Linked DNA regions of Triticum aestivum: region 2 is linked to region 1. The links are chromatin contacts, called in public Hi-C maps. All regions are on one chromosome and are shown on one strand. Each heading gives the region's core, a stretch centred on a gene start, on an enhancer-like site or on the middle of the called end of the contact. The rest is flanking DNA. Distances are from core to core; before and after follow the strand shown. Region 1 holds the start of LOC123164714 (cryptochrome DASH, chloroplastic/mitochondrial). Region 2 holds the start of LOC123170175.

The links. Hi-C and Micro-C count contacts between places; a contact is called where the count stands out from the background.
Region 2: a Hi-C map of leaf shows a contact between it and region 1, with 5 times the contacts expected there. The contact joins the promoter of LOC123170175 here to the promoter of LOC123164714 in region 1. A contact is called at or near these places in 2 of 5 Hi-C or Micro-C datasets (both in leaf).

The regions. Positions count from the first base shown.
Region 1 is chr7D:590,063,242-590,069,899 of IWGSC CS RefSeq v2.1, reverse strand. It overlaps LOC123164714 (cryptochrome DASH, chloroplastic/mitochondrial), which reads right to left and starts at 1,447. Exons shown (of 11, transcript XM_044582264.1): 1 at 953-1,447; 2 at 739-878; 3 at 425-652; 4 at 201-341; 5 at 1-30. The coding sequence starts at 1,397. It also overlaps the pseudogene LOC123164712.
Region 2 is chr7D:590,289,455-590,295,671 of IWGSC CS RefSeq v2.1, reverse strand. It overlaps LOC123170175, which reads left to right and starts at 1,403. Exons shown (of 4, transcript XR_006485072.1): 1 at 1,403-1,571; 2 at 1,643-1,703; 3 at 3,664-3,819; 4 at 3,947-4,678. It overlaps LOC123171796 (small nucleolar RNA U3), which reads right to left and starts at 1,253; the gene lies at 1,035-1,253. It also overlaps the pseudogene LOC123171799 and the pseudogene LOC123166747.

The sequences.
Region 1 (6,658 bases), core at 198-2,697:
TCCTCCAACGAAACGCATTCCCTTCTCTGACTACACAGAGAGGCAAACAGTACTAACTGTAAGTGAAATTCTAGAACCATATCCACAGATAAGTACTCCCTCTGTAAACTAATATAAGAGCGTTTAGATAACTAAAGTAGTGATCTAAACGCTCTTATATTAGTTTACGGAGGGAGTAGAATACAGTTGACTGAACCTGCCTTTGTCACACTTAGACCCAGTGACTCCAGAGTCGGTATCGACCCCCACCCTCCGATCTCATCGAGGCCGGAACCCGGGGCCGGCCCGAGCGAAGGCGGCAGCTTGCCGCAGCTCCGGACCGAGGACTTCGACTCGACCGCCTGGCGGAAGCATCACATTTCATGAACGACAGCCACCACCAGCATTACTACTCCAAGCCTCAATATGAATGGAGAGCTCCTACCTTTCTGAACTGCGTGTACACGTCCGGCAGGTTGCTCACCGGGAACGGGAGATCGTCGACATGGTACATCGTCGCTCCCCAGACGAGCTGAAGCTTCGGGCTGAGAGGCTTATTACTCCGGCCAGAAGCTCCTCCTTGTCCTCGAGGGACGGCCACCTGCTCCAAGCCTCTGCGCACGAGGCGCTCTACGAGGAGCTCCTCGCTGCAGGTCTCCTTGTGGGCATAGACCTGAAGATCGACCGGGAAATCCAGTATCAAGCTGAAGCAATTGACCGGGTCGGTGGATGTGATTTTGTGCAGATGGGCTAGCTTACTGTGTGTGCGCTGACGGCCTTGGCGATCGCAGGGAGGATGTCTTCGGGCTTGCCGTGCCGGACGAGCAGGTCGAGCCCGCGTTTCTGGAGATTCTGCTTCAGGTCTCCCAGGCACTCTATCAGGAACTGCGCCCTCAATGCTGCAACAGTCAATCAAGCTTCAGTGTCCAATCTCAGATGCCATGGAAATTTGCTGTGTTGTGGTGTGTCTCACCTCCGGTCTTGGGGAAGCCGAAGCGGTGGGTGGCGCCGGCGAGGGCGCGGGGGTCGACGCAGTAGACGGGGAGGACGGCGCCGGAGGCCGCCCACGCGCGCGCCAGCGCCTCGTTGTCCAGCACCCGGAGGTCGCTCCTGAACCACACGACGGCCACGCCGCCACCTCCCCTCCGAAGGCCCGTCGAGGTGTGCCTACGGAATGCCTCGTAGGCCGCCGCGGCGGTCTCATCGGGTCCCAGAGAAGGCACCGCCGCCGCCAGCACGGCGCGCGGGGGGCGGAACGGGATCGAGGTCGAGCTCGAGGTAGAGGTCGAGGCGGCTTCGGCCATGGCGAGGAGGGCGCGGAGCCTGGCGGCCGGCTGTCTCGGGAGGAGGAGGAGGGATTGCGCGGCGGCCGGAGGGAAGGAGGAGGCGGAGGAGGAGAGGAGGTGGTGGTGGAGCATTTTTTTTCTGGACTGGGAGGTGAGGCTTTTGAGAATTGAGGGGTGTGTGTGGAAGATGGAGGCGGGAGGAAGGTGGAGGGAAGAGCGGGGATGGGTGCCACGTGGGGGCATTTGAGTGGTGCTACGTGGCTGGATGTGAGCCTGGGGATATGGGTGATGGATAATGTGGGCCGGATCACAGAGGCTTTATGGGGGTGGACCCAGATGGCAGCTGTTGTTGTCAGATGGAAACTTCTACTAAATGAGTTCTATTGCTTCTTTTTTTTTTGAACTGAGTTCTATTGCTTTGGTAGCCTGTATTACGCCTTCTTTTTGCGGGTAGTTGTATTAACAGGACATGTGTCTCTATCTCTATTGCTTGGTATGCTAGCTAACCGTGATCGGGAGCATCGTCGGACCATTCCCTATATCGGAAAAAATGAATAAATCAACACCAATTGTGCTTACCATGTTATGGAAAATGATTAACCATCAATTAGTTTAGTTGGTCTTAGATTCATATGTTACATGTTCTTTGTGTGGAATTATTCTGTCTGCCATTTAGACACACTTTTTCCAACTCCTTGGGATTCATTTGGTAACCTATGTTTTAGGAATAGAATCAACGGGCCCGTAATTAATAAAAAAAATTGCCAACTGCCCTCTTCAAACAAAAATATTTTAAGTTCTAGGTCTGCCTTGAGCCAAACTTCTTTAAGTTTGACCAAGTTTGCAGAAAAATATACCAACATCTACAACACCAAATTAGATTCGTTATAACATATATAGATTTTCATCCATGTTAGTAATTTTTTCTACAGAGTTAGTCAAATGTACAAATGTTTGACTTAGTACAAACCTACAACTTTAAATATTTTGTAACGGAGGGAGTAGTTGACACGCACACCCCCAATGAAACTCATGGCCATGTCCGATAAAACCGCCCAACAACAAACGGTCAATTGCATCGTCTCAGGAACCGCAAAGTGAATAAATATACTATAAATATTTGACAAGCCAGCTGTTTGGTGCAACAGCATGTTGTTCTAGTGGTGGGAGACAATAGAGACGAAGTCTGGAGGAAACATGAAACAAGTGCTCTTCAGAACCAAGGAGAAAGCTGATCCTTTACTCACTTCTTTGAGGTGAGTATACATATTTGATCATCCAAATTTTGAATGATTTCAAACAAACATACAACAAACCTCTGTAAACCCATTATGTTGTACTGTGGCATCACTAAGTTTTCTCCAATTAGCCCCACCTCTCTACTGTACTATTTGTAACCAAGCAAAACCAAAACCCTATCACTAAATCAGCAGTCACCTGGGTCCCCCGGCCTTCCCATACGAGTCGCGCAGCGTGACGGTCCTGTTAAACACGAGCTTCTCGGGCGTCGAGTCCGTGTCCACGGCAAAGTAGCCTGGGATTCACATCACATTCATTCCAGCACGGTCAGTCGCATGAATCAACAGATACGGCAGTGGCAATCACAGAGAGATAGGTTCAGAAGATTTCTTACCGAGCCGCTCAAACTGGAACTTGTTGCCCACAACCGCGGCTGCGAGCGATGGTACTGCATACGCGCCCTTCACGACCTCCTTCGAGTGCGGGTTGAGATCGCGCAGCCAGGCTGTGCCCTCCGGCTCTTTATCCTCCAGCCCGGCAGGATTCTACGAGGGCAAGAAATGCATTCACAAGGAAGTGAATTTGAAGTCCTACACGCGTCTGTTGTAATGACAGACAGCAAGAGCAGCGAGCAAAACTATACCTCTGATAAGAACAGCTTCTCAAACAGTCTTATTTCCACCTTTAGCGGTTCGACTCCAGGCGCTGGCTCGGCAACCCAGTGCAGAACACCCTGAACGAATTGCAAACCAAGTCAGCATATCTTCATTGTGTCCCAACTCCCTAACTAGAATTTTCAGATTTGAATGTAAGGATTTAAGTGACCAGTTACCTTGGGTTTAGAGGTCTTTGAGGGGTCATACTCAGCTCGAATCTCACCAATGTCATCTGGATTATCGCCATGAATAACCTCTGTGCATTTTATCGGGAACGCATACCTAGCAATTAAATTGACAAGTACCATACTGTAAATTTGTGCCGATACGGAGTAGGTGAACTATGAATAGTCAAGTAAATCCAGATCAACTTTCTCCACAAAAGAACAGTAGTTCTGAATCACTTACCTTAGCAGGGCGGATTTACCAGGAGCTAGCCCATAATAGTCTTTCGGGTCCTCGAGGCGAAAATCAGTTTTTTCAATGTAGACAGTTCTTGAGAAAGGAACCTGTCAAAAGGTATTTATGTTATAAATTATGAAGCATGCATAAGGTAAAACGTATAATATTTTCATTACTGCATTCCTCAAACAGAATTTTAAACCACTTGTGCCATAGCAACACCACCTATTCTTCCCATCATATACTGAGCAAGAGAGGCACCTTGTAGTACGACGAAGCTTCATCAGCAGGAGCATCAGGCCACTTCTTTCCATCAAGGTCTATGACTTTTCCATCTTCCAAGTTAGTTATTACAACCTAATTTAGCAGAAGGAGGCACCATGAATGTGTTAGGGACTTCTAAGGGCTGAAGACATGGAGTGACTTGCAGCAGGAACCAGATGCCATACCTTTAGAGGATGCAGAACAACCATGGCTCGAGAAGCTGTTTTGTTAAGTTCTTCTCTGATGTGATATTCAAGACGTTCGAAAGGAATTAAGCTATTGTCACTGGACATAAAGAATACCAAGGGCAGTCAGTAGCAGAAACGGAGATTTTGCGATTGTGCGCCTGGCACAAAGCACAGTTCATGCAAAGCCGTTTGTTAACTATCATCCATGCATTTACCATCTTGTTATCCCCATTCCACGGATAAATGAATTAATTGTAGCTGCTGACACCCCCCGTCGCCGCAGTCCTGCCAGTGTTAACAAACGAGGATCATCCCACCCATCTACCCACTTCTCTGTCACAAGCCGATTCAACTGCAACAGAACAAGGACAATGAATATCCATAAATATAGATCAAACGGGGTAATACTGATTTCTCGATTATTAGCATACCTTTCTTTTAGACATAATATTATGTGATATGTTCAGCCTTGAATACTCCCAAACATATGGCTGGTACAAGCCCAAGGCAACAAGTACCCAGTAGTATGACGGACGACGTACGTCAAACTCAAGCGTGCACAGCTAATGAATAACCACACTCAGTTAGTCGTGTTATAGTTTAAACAAGCCAGAGCTATTTTGAAGAAGGGAAAATTACCGAGTGAGTAATGTTTTCAAATGAATCCACCATGCAATGAGCATAATCATAGCTTGGATAGATACACCACTTGTCACCAGCATGCGGATGAGGGGTGAACTATGTGGCATCAAATGATTAGTTATGTACTGATAAGATATGGCCATTCAATTCACAAGATGAGTTTTGCAACTTACTTTTACTCTGTATGCAATCAAGTCGTACATGTTTCTGGTATCATTCTGCATGTCCTGCTTCATTCGCAGAGTTGCTGCGCCCTCAGCAATTAGCCCACGCCGCATGTCTTCAAATAACTTTAGTGACTCTTCAATAGGTCTATCCCTCCATGGACTATCCAAGTTATTTTCCCTGCCTTCCTTGATCTATTCTGCAGTCTGGAAATCATATACCAGTCAGCATTTGCACATTTTATTTCTCAAGGATTCGATATGCATGCTCATTTCCTCCTTTCAAATTTTTGTACCATGATAAAGAAAGGAGGAGAGAAAGAACCTGGTGATCTACATAGGCCAGCCCTTTCTGTATTAACTCAACTGCATGCTCATACAAAGCTTGAAAATAATCACTTGTATATGTAACTTTGTAGGGCTCCCAACCCAGCCAATGGACTATCTCCTGAATGTGGTCTATATATTCCTTCTTTTCAGCTTCAGGGTTTGTGTCATCAAACCTGTTTTTCAGATAGACAGCAGTTCATTTTGTCGTGAATGAGAATGCGGAAGAACTAAAGCAGCAAGAATTCTATGTAAGCACTTTCAGACCAAGCAAAAATAATCGAGTCAATTGCACAAAACCACCACATTTGCGGCTAGGTTTGCAGAAAACCACCAAGTCGCTAATCTGTTGCAAAAATCACTGCTTTTTCACTAAACCTTTTGCAAAAAGCACTGATCATCCACTTTGGCTCGTCTAAGCGTGTTTATGACAGATGGGACCACTTTGACACACACGCCCCTGGAATCTGAAAACAAACGCAGTCTGCTCCTCCTGATGTTGGCCTCGTCCATCCGCTCAGATCTGTCGCTGTTGAGCTCAGTTGCGACGGGATCCGTCGAGGGGAGGTGCTGCAGCCTGCAGCCTGCAGCCATGGCTCCTCCTCTGGCGAGGATGACGCCATGGTGGCCCAGCTCCGGCCGCCGTTGATTTGTGGAGCTCTTCCTCTGGCACCGTCCACTAGTCGGCTCTACTCGCAGGGAGGGTGTCCCCTAGGGTGGGCGGCGTCTCGCCCAGCACGGGCACGGACGGGAAGGTCCCGTCGCCGGCCGGCCTGGCCCTGGCGCGGTGGCAGGCGGCGGTGTTGGAGAAGGGAGAGAGACAACGAAGTTGGAGAGGGAGAGGGGGCGGCGGTGGTGCCCGGTGCACCGGCGAACTGGCGGCAGCTAGCTGCGGGGAAGCCCGAGTGGAGTGGCGCGAGGCTAGATGGCGCGTGCGCACAGGGCGGCGGGGCTCTCCTGCGGGCCTGGAAGAGGCACCGGAGACGGGCGGAGCCGCCGGCGCCAGGAGCCGAAGCGCATGGAGGTTAGGCCCCATCCACGGCGCCGAGCGGCCACAACATCCCGACGGACGACAGGCAAAGGGCGCCATCGTGGCTTCAAGGACGAGCTCCCGGCGGCCGCCTCCGGCTCCCCGTGCATTCCATCCAGAGAGAGGGAGAGACGGCGGGATTTGATTGCGTTTTTCTTTTTTCATAGAGGGGTCTCTATGTAAAGAGATTGGGGAAGAATCTTTTCTTTTGCCAAGCCAGCACTGACGATCTGGTCCCATCTGTCATAAACTCGCTTAGATGAGCCAAAGTGGATGATCAGTGTTTTTTGCAAGAGGTTTAGTGAAAAAGCAGTGATTTTTGCAACGGATTAGCGACTTGGTGGTTTTCTGCAAACCTAGCCGCAAATGTGGTAGTTTTGTGCAATTGACTCAAAATAATCAGAACTCCAGATCGAATATGGAAATATATAATTAAATAGATGCAGTATATAATGTAAGAGAAGAAACATAAATTCAAGCA
Region 2 (6,217 bases), core at 154-2,653, 230 kb before region 1:
GAAATGTAGATGGTATATCTGAACCTTGACGACGTTGGGAGTGATGGAAGGCTCCCATATGCGTCACCATGATCATCTCAAGACGGTCCACATGAGCGTGTTTCGGTGCTACATTGCTCAGGTCAAGCTGGGGTGCTGTATCTTACAGCCAAGGGTTGCGGCCAGTATGTTTCCCATCCAGGATCATGGCGTCGGGTGTGCTGCCCGGGAGGTCAGCAGATGGGCACAGCTACCTCGGAGCGCTTCCATATAAGGTGATCAGAGTCTCAGGTGCCCCTTCACAGTGAGTGAGTAAGCCGATCCTTTGACTGTCCCCATCTGTGTACTATGTGCTGTGACCATGCCATCTTTTTTTTTTCTTTTTTCTTCTTGCTTACAAGAGGTCTATTTGTCCCTGTCAGGTGCCGCTGAAGCTACTACTGACTGCTGAAAGAACTTGAGTGATGAATGCTCAAACAAAGTTTGGGGTCGATTGGGGTCAATCGAGTGCCGATGGAGGCATCATGTAATACTGATGATGGCGGGTCCCGTAAGCCAGTTCGCTGGGTTCTTGAGAGCCTGTCGTGCAAAGAGATAATGATGTCAATGTGATGGTTAAACTGGCTGTGTTTTATTCTTCTGGGGCAAGGATCACACTAAACACGCATCTTAAGTCTGATATATAGAAGGAGCACTGGTGAACCATTTGTCTGGCTGTACTGACTGCCGTTGCAAAAAGTGAATCTGAGCTGTGTGATTGCAAAAAGATTCTGTGGTTGGAGAAGCTAAAAAATGAATCAGATTTGTGACTACAAACACCCTCTGACTACAAATAGATTATGCGGCTAAAGAAGTTAAAAATACATAACTGCAGATTGTTTGTAGGTGCTTCAAAACATAGATTCTGTAAGGAAAATGAGCTAGATTACGTGGGTAAAGAAGTTCGAAAATGAAACTGCAGATTATTTGTAGATGGTTTTGAAGGTGACTACGTTGGTAAGAAGAAAAATGTTGTACACAAGAAAGAAAATAATGTGGGAAAAAAAAGATTTTTATGTCTGTCAGACAACCACCGGGCCACCCTGCACAGGTCTAAGCCAGGCAGGAACGATCCTCTACAGCCGTCGGATCCATCCATCAGATGGATCTGGCCGTTAATCACGCTCGGGCCCAGTGGTCAGAATGCATCAACCAGACTGAAGTGCTTGCCTCCTTATTGGTAAAGGATGCAGCGGTACGAGCCTATAGAACAGATCCTGTTCAAGTAAGGTCGTGCAATGTTTCGCAGCGCCGCGCCTTATAAACCGGTTCCGCTCCCTGTAAACTTCCGAGGTGGGACTAATGTCTGGGATGTAACGCTGCAGCGCAGCGCCTCCCCCTGGCGAGGGATGAGAAGGGCTCGTGTGGGCCTCGGCCCGTAAAGTTGGGCTGGAGAATAAACGGAATCCAGCCCATCTGTCTCTCCCATTGCTTTCCTTTTTCGACTTCACTAACTGCTCCACGGAGCTCCGCCGATCTTACAGCAGCAATGGCCGGAGCAGGAGAAGATGACGGCGAAGTAGCTCTCCTCCTCCTCCCGCTCCCTCCTCTAGGTCAGCAAGCAAGCAGATCGATCGACTGCGAGATCCTTCCCCCTTAACCCGCCGCTCCTCCCTCCCTGCAGCCCACGGACGCCGCAGGGGCGGAGCACCGCCACGGCGTCGGCGACGAGCCTTCCTTTCAGGGTAACCACCATTCCGCGAGTCCCTCTTTTCTCTTTCTTCTCCTTGAACCACAGCAGGGGGAAAAAAATATTTGCTCAAGCATTTCACTGTTACCCTGAGGATCCATTCCAATCAGTGCGTGAAAATTAGTCCTTGATGTGATTCCTGTGGCGTTCCCCACGGATCTGTACCTCTCGGGAAAAGTAATAAATTAAAAATAATTGTGTTTTATGGGGTTTGTTGCCTGGGGCAGGGGCATGGAGCTTAGATTATGGTCCAATCCATGTCTTTTACTTTTTCAGTGAGCCTCACTTTTAAGGCTTATTGCTCAAGTTGTTTGCTAGACTTGCTTGAGTTGTTGGAGAAAGGAAAATCGTTAGAGTTACTTGCTGCCGAATGAGCCTCTACACCACAGACTTCTTCTTTGGATAAAAGGCGCAACTGCCACCTAATTTTGTTACTGAAATCGTTTCGGCTTCGGTAAGACGGTAACACCACATTCGGGTTTTATTATTCAAATCAGACTGCACAAGCCGTGAACTGACAACGCCAGACGCACGGCCAAAAAAAAATTGACACCAAGAAAACTAGCAAACTAAAGGCTTCATCAGGACAGTGCAGACATGACATACATACATCCTGACGCGGTGACGCCCTCAGCCTGCTTCCGGTCTTCTGACCACCGGCCTACTGCAGCCGTGCTGGCTAGAGAAATCTTCAGACGCCACCGGGGACAGCTTGCCGGGCCGCCCGCTGAATGTGCTTCCTGTGTTGGTTCTTCAAGAAGCCAGCTCATGGATTCATAGTAGGATCCCTTGGAAGAGTACCTCAAAAACATGCTTCATTCCTCGTTTCCCAGATAGCCCAAATGAACAAGGTCGGGCACGCAACCCCTACTGCTAAGTTGCAAAATCCAAGAAGTACATTAATGATAAAGTGAAAGTAGTAACAGGATTGCACCGAAATGAACAATAGACTACACTCCACGTGTACTTGGCACCACTACAAAACACCCATTGAAACTACACTAGAAAAAGTTGCAATCTGCATCTGGTCTGATTTCTCTTGCACGTAGTTTCAGGTCATTGTGTGTTTTGATTTGAGTGATTAGTGGCTATCGCTTGCCTACCAGTTAGTTTTAGTTAAAGTTCAGCCCGACTAAAAATTCAGGCTCTTTCTTGTCACAGGAGATTCAACCTGTTGAAGTTGGAAAATGCTCTGGACGTTCCACTGTAATCTGTGTTTTTATGGCCCCAGTGATCTGGATTATCACACTGATGAACAATCCATTGATGATTTTCTCAAATAAAACGAGCTAAGTTCCTTGAGGCATAGTGTGATAGGTATTGATAAGTTATGCATCAGGTGTGGCTTGCACAAAGAGGACTTTGATCATCTTGACAGCTGGATTGGCTTTGCTGCTTCATCAAAAACAAAGCAAAGATCATATCTTTTGACCCGAAGATACTTATTCGCCATCCGAAGAAGTTCATGTTCATCACTTTCGTCTTGAGGCCTTGGGTGTTCAAGGCAGATCTTGTGTGTAGTTCTTGTTTCTCGCTGCTGTTTCTATAAAGCCACACTCAGGTATATATGGATTAAGTATACCACGCTAACTTGACAAACTTCGACATTTACTAATTGACAGAATGAATGTTGAGATGGTTGAGTTTCATGCTGCCGATCTTTGCTCATTTTTAGTAGGAAGGACAAGAGATCCCTATAGTACTTCATGGGTGCTCCAAATTAGAGAAGGCTACGATAATGTTCAGAGGCAGCAATGGACTGGCCCCTGTATTCACTTTAGTTCCAAGCATTTTGCCAGTGAAGATACTAATTGTGCAAGCTTATATACATGGATATGAGCAGGTTACCTGGTGTATTTATTTATTCATTCATTCTTGCTTGCGTACATTATAGTTCTTGATTGAAACTGGGTTTTAAACTCATCTTATTTGCCCTTGTCATGTTTGAGTTGCAGAATCTGACAACACCACCACATGGCACGTTTATGCATTTGAGCCATATGACTTGTCAATTAATTGTCTTCTCTGGACAACCAAATGCCCATAATGGAATTCTTCAACTTGCCCGCTGCTTGGATGTTGCGCCCCGACTGGTGAAGTTGCATTTGGATGTGAGTGCCATTTTATCAGTTTAGATAAACCATTAAGTATACTGCTGCTGCATGATTGCGTCATTCTTCAGGAAAGACCTGTACTAGGACTATTTTGGACCGACTGATCACAAACCTTGAAATGCAGATGGTATATCTGAACCTTGACGACGGTGGGAGTGATGAGGTGATGGAGGAGGAGGAAGTGGTGAATGCTCAAACAAAGTTTGGCGTCGACCGCGCCGATGGTGGTATCGTATATTCATATGTAATACTGATGATGGTGGGTGCTGTAAGCCAGTTCGCCGGGTTTCTTGAGAGTCTGTCGTGCAAAGAGATAATGATGTCAGTGTGATGGTTAAACTCGCTGTGTTTTATTTTTCTGGGGCAACTATCACACTCAACACACATCTTTAAGTCTATGATATATACTCCCTCCGTTCCTAAATATAAGTCTTTCTAGTGATTCCACCAGGTGGACTATATACGGAGTAAAATGAATGAATCTACACTTAAAATGCATCTATATACATCCGTATGTGGTTCATAGTGAAATGTCTACAAAGACTTATATTTAGGAATGGAGGGAGTAGAAGGAACCTGGCTGTACTGACTGTTCTTGCTGTATCATGATTCATGAACCACTTGTCTGGCTCTACCGACAGTCCTTGCTGTATCACGAAGTGAATCACTGATATGTTCAGCTATATGATTGCAAATAGATTATGTGGTAGGAGAAGCTCAAAAATGATTCAGATGTATGACTATATAAATACATTATGTGGCTAAAGAAGTTCGAAAATATAACTGCAGATTATTTCTGATAATACATAGAAGGAAATTCTGTAGGCAAAAAAAATAAAAAGAATTTTTTGTGTCTGTCAGACAACCACTGGATAAATACATTATGTGGCTAAAGAAGTTCGAAAATATAACTGCAGATTATTTCTGATAATACATAGAAGGAAATTCTGTAGGCAAAAAAAATAAAAAGATTTTTTTGTGTCTGTTAGACAACCACTGGATAAATACATTATGTGGCTAAAGAAGTTCGAAAATATAACTGCAGATTATTTCTGATAATACATAGAAGGAAATTCTGTAGGCAAAAAAAATAAAAAGATTTTTTTGTGTCTGTCAGACAACCACTACCACTAGGCCACCCTGGCAGGAACGATCATCTACAGCCGTCGAATCCATCCATCAGATGCATTCCTGGCCGATAATCACGCTCTGGCCCACTTGTCAGAGCGCATCCAGACTGAAGTGCTTGCCTCTAAAGGATGCAGCGGTATGAGCCTATAGAACAGATCCTGTTCAAGTAAGGTCATGCTATCATTTGCAGCACCCCGCCTTATAAACTGGTTCTACTCCCTGTAAACTTCCGAGGTGTGACTAATGTGTGGCAAGCAACGCTGCAGCGCAGCGCTTCCGGTGGGAGACGAGAAGGCCTCGTGGGTCGGCCCGTGAAGTTGCGCTGGAGAATAAACAGAGCCCGGCCCATCTAAGAAATACATGTCTCGCATTGCTTTCCTCTTTTGTTTTCCATCTGTTGCATCGGCTTTATTTTCCTTTTTGTTCAACACATCTGTTAAAATGCTCAGATTAAAAATAAATAAATAACATCTGTTAAAATGCTGCCTTGTCTATCACTGCTCGTATTCTTTTGCTGGTTCTTAATTACTCCTCCGTTCGATATTATTTTAAAAAAAGAGCGGGGTCTATATTATTTGAATTGAAGCTTCTAAATTTTTCAAAAGTTCTCGTCTAGAACGAGAAAAAAATGCCAACGCTGTTACACTGGTTCTGTGCCAAACAAATTTATTTGAACTGAGGCTTCTAAAAATTTCAAAGTTCTAGTCTAGAAAAAAAATGCCAACGCTGTTACACTCGTTTTGTGCATGTGCACACAACACTTAATTTGTAGGTGACCTGTACAAATTCTAGTCAATTTCTACTTTGTTTAAATGAAATCTTTTTTTAAAAATCTTTTTTTGAAATGAACTCTAATCTGTTTTTTTCCAGGAAATTCTAACCAATTTCTATGGAGTTTAGTTGTACAAGTTACCCTGCGAGGTAAATGAGGTAGCATGATGCCGACGATGGCGGCACCGGTCAAGAACAACATCAAATAATTATAACCTTTCTATCCATGGGCATGTAAGCTTTTTGTGATGAAACCACACTGTGGATGGCTTTTTGTGATGAAACCACACCATGGATTTCTTCCTTCGTTCTTTTCATTTGGGATTGGTGGGTATATCCATCGATTAAGAAGAAGATAATTGCCCATTTAATTTTTGAAAAAAAATTAGGAACTGGTACGTTATGCCCATAAGGCAAGGCACCTAGCCGATCTGGCTACCCATAAAGACCACACGCCATCGAAGAGGAGGAACTTTGTCGAGTCATTACCTCT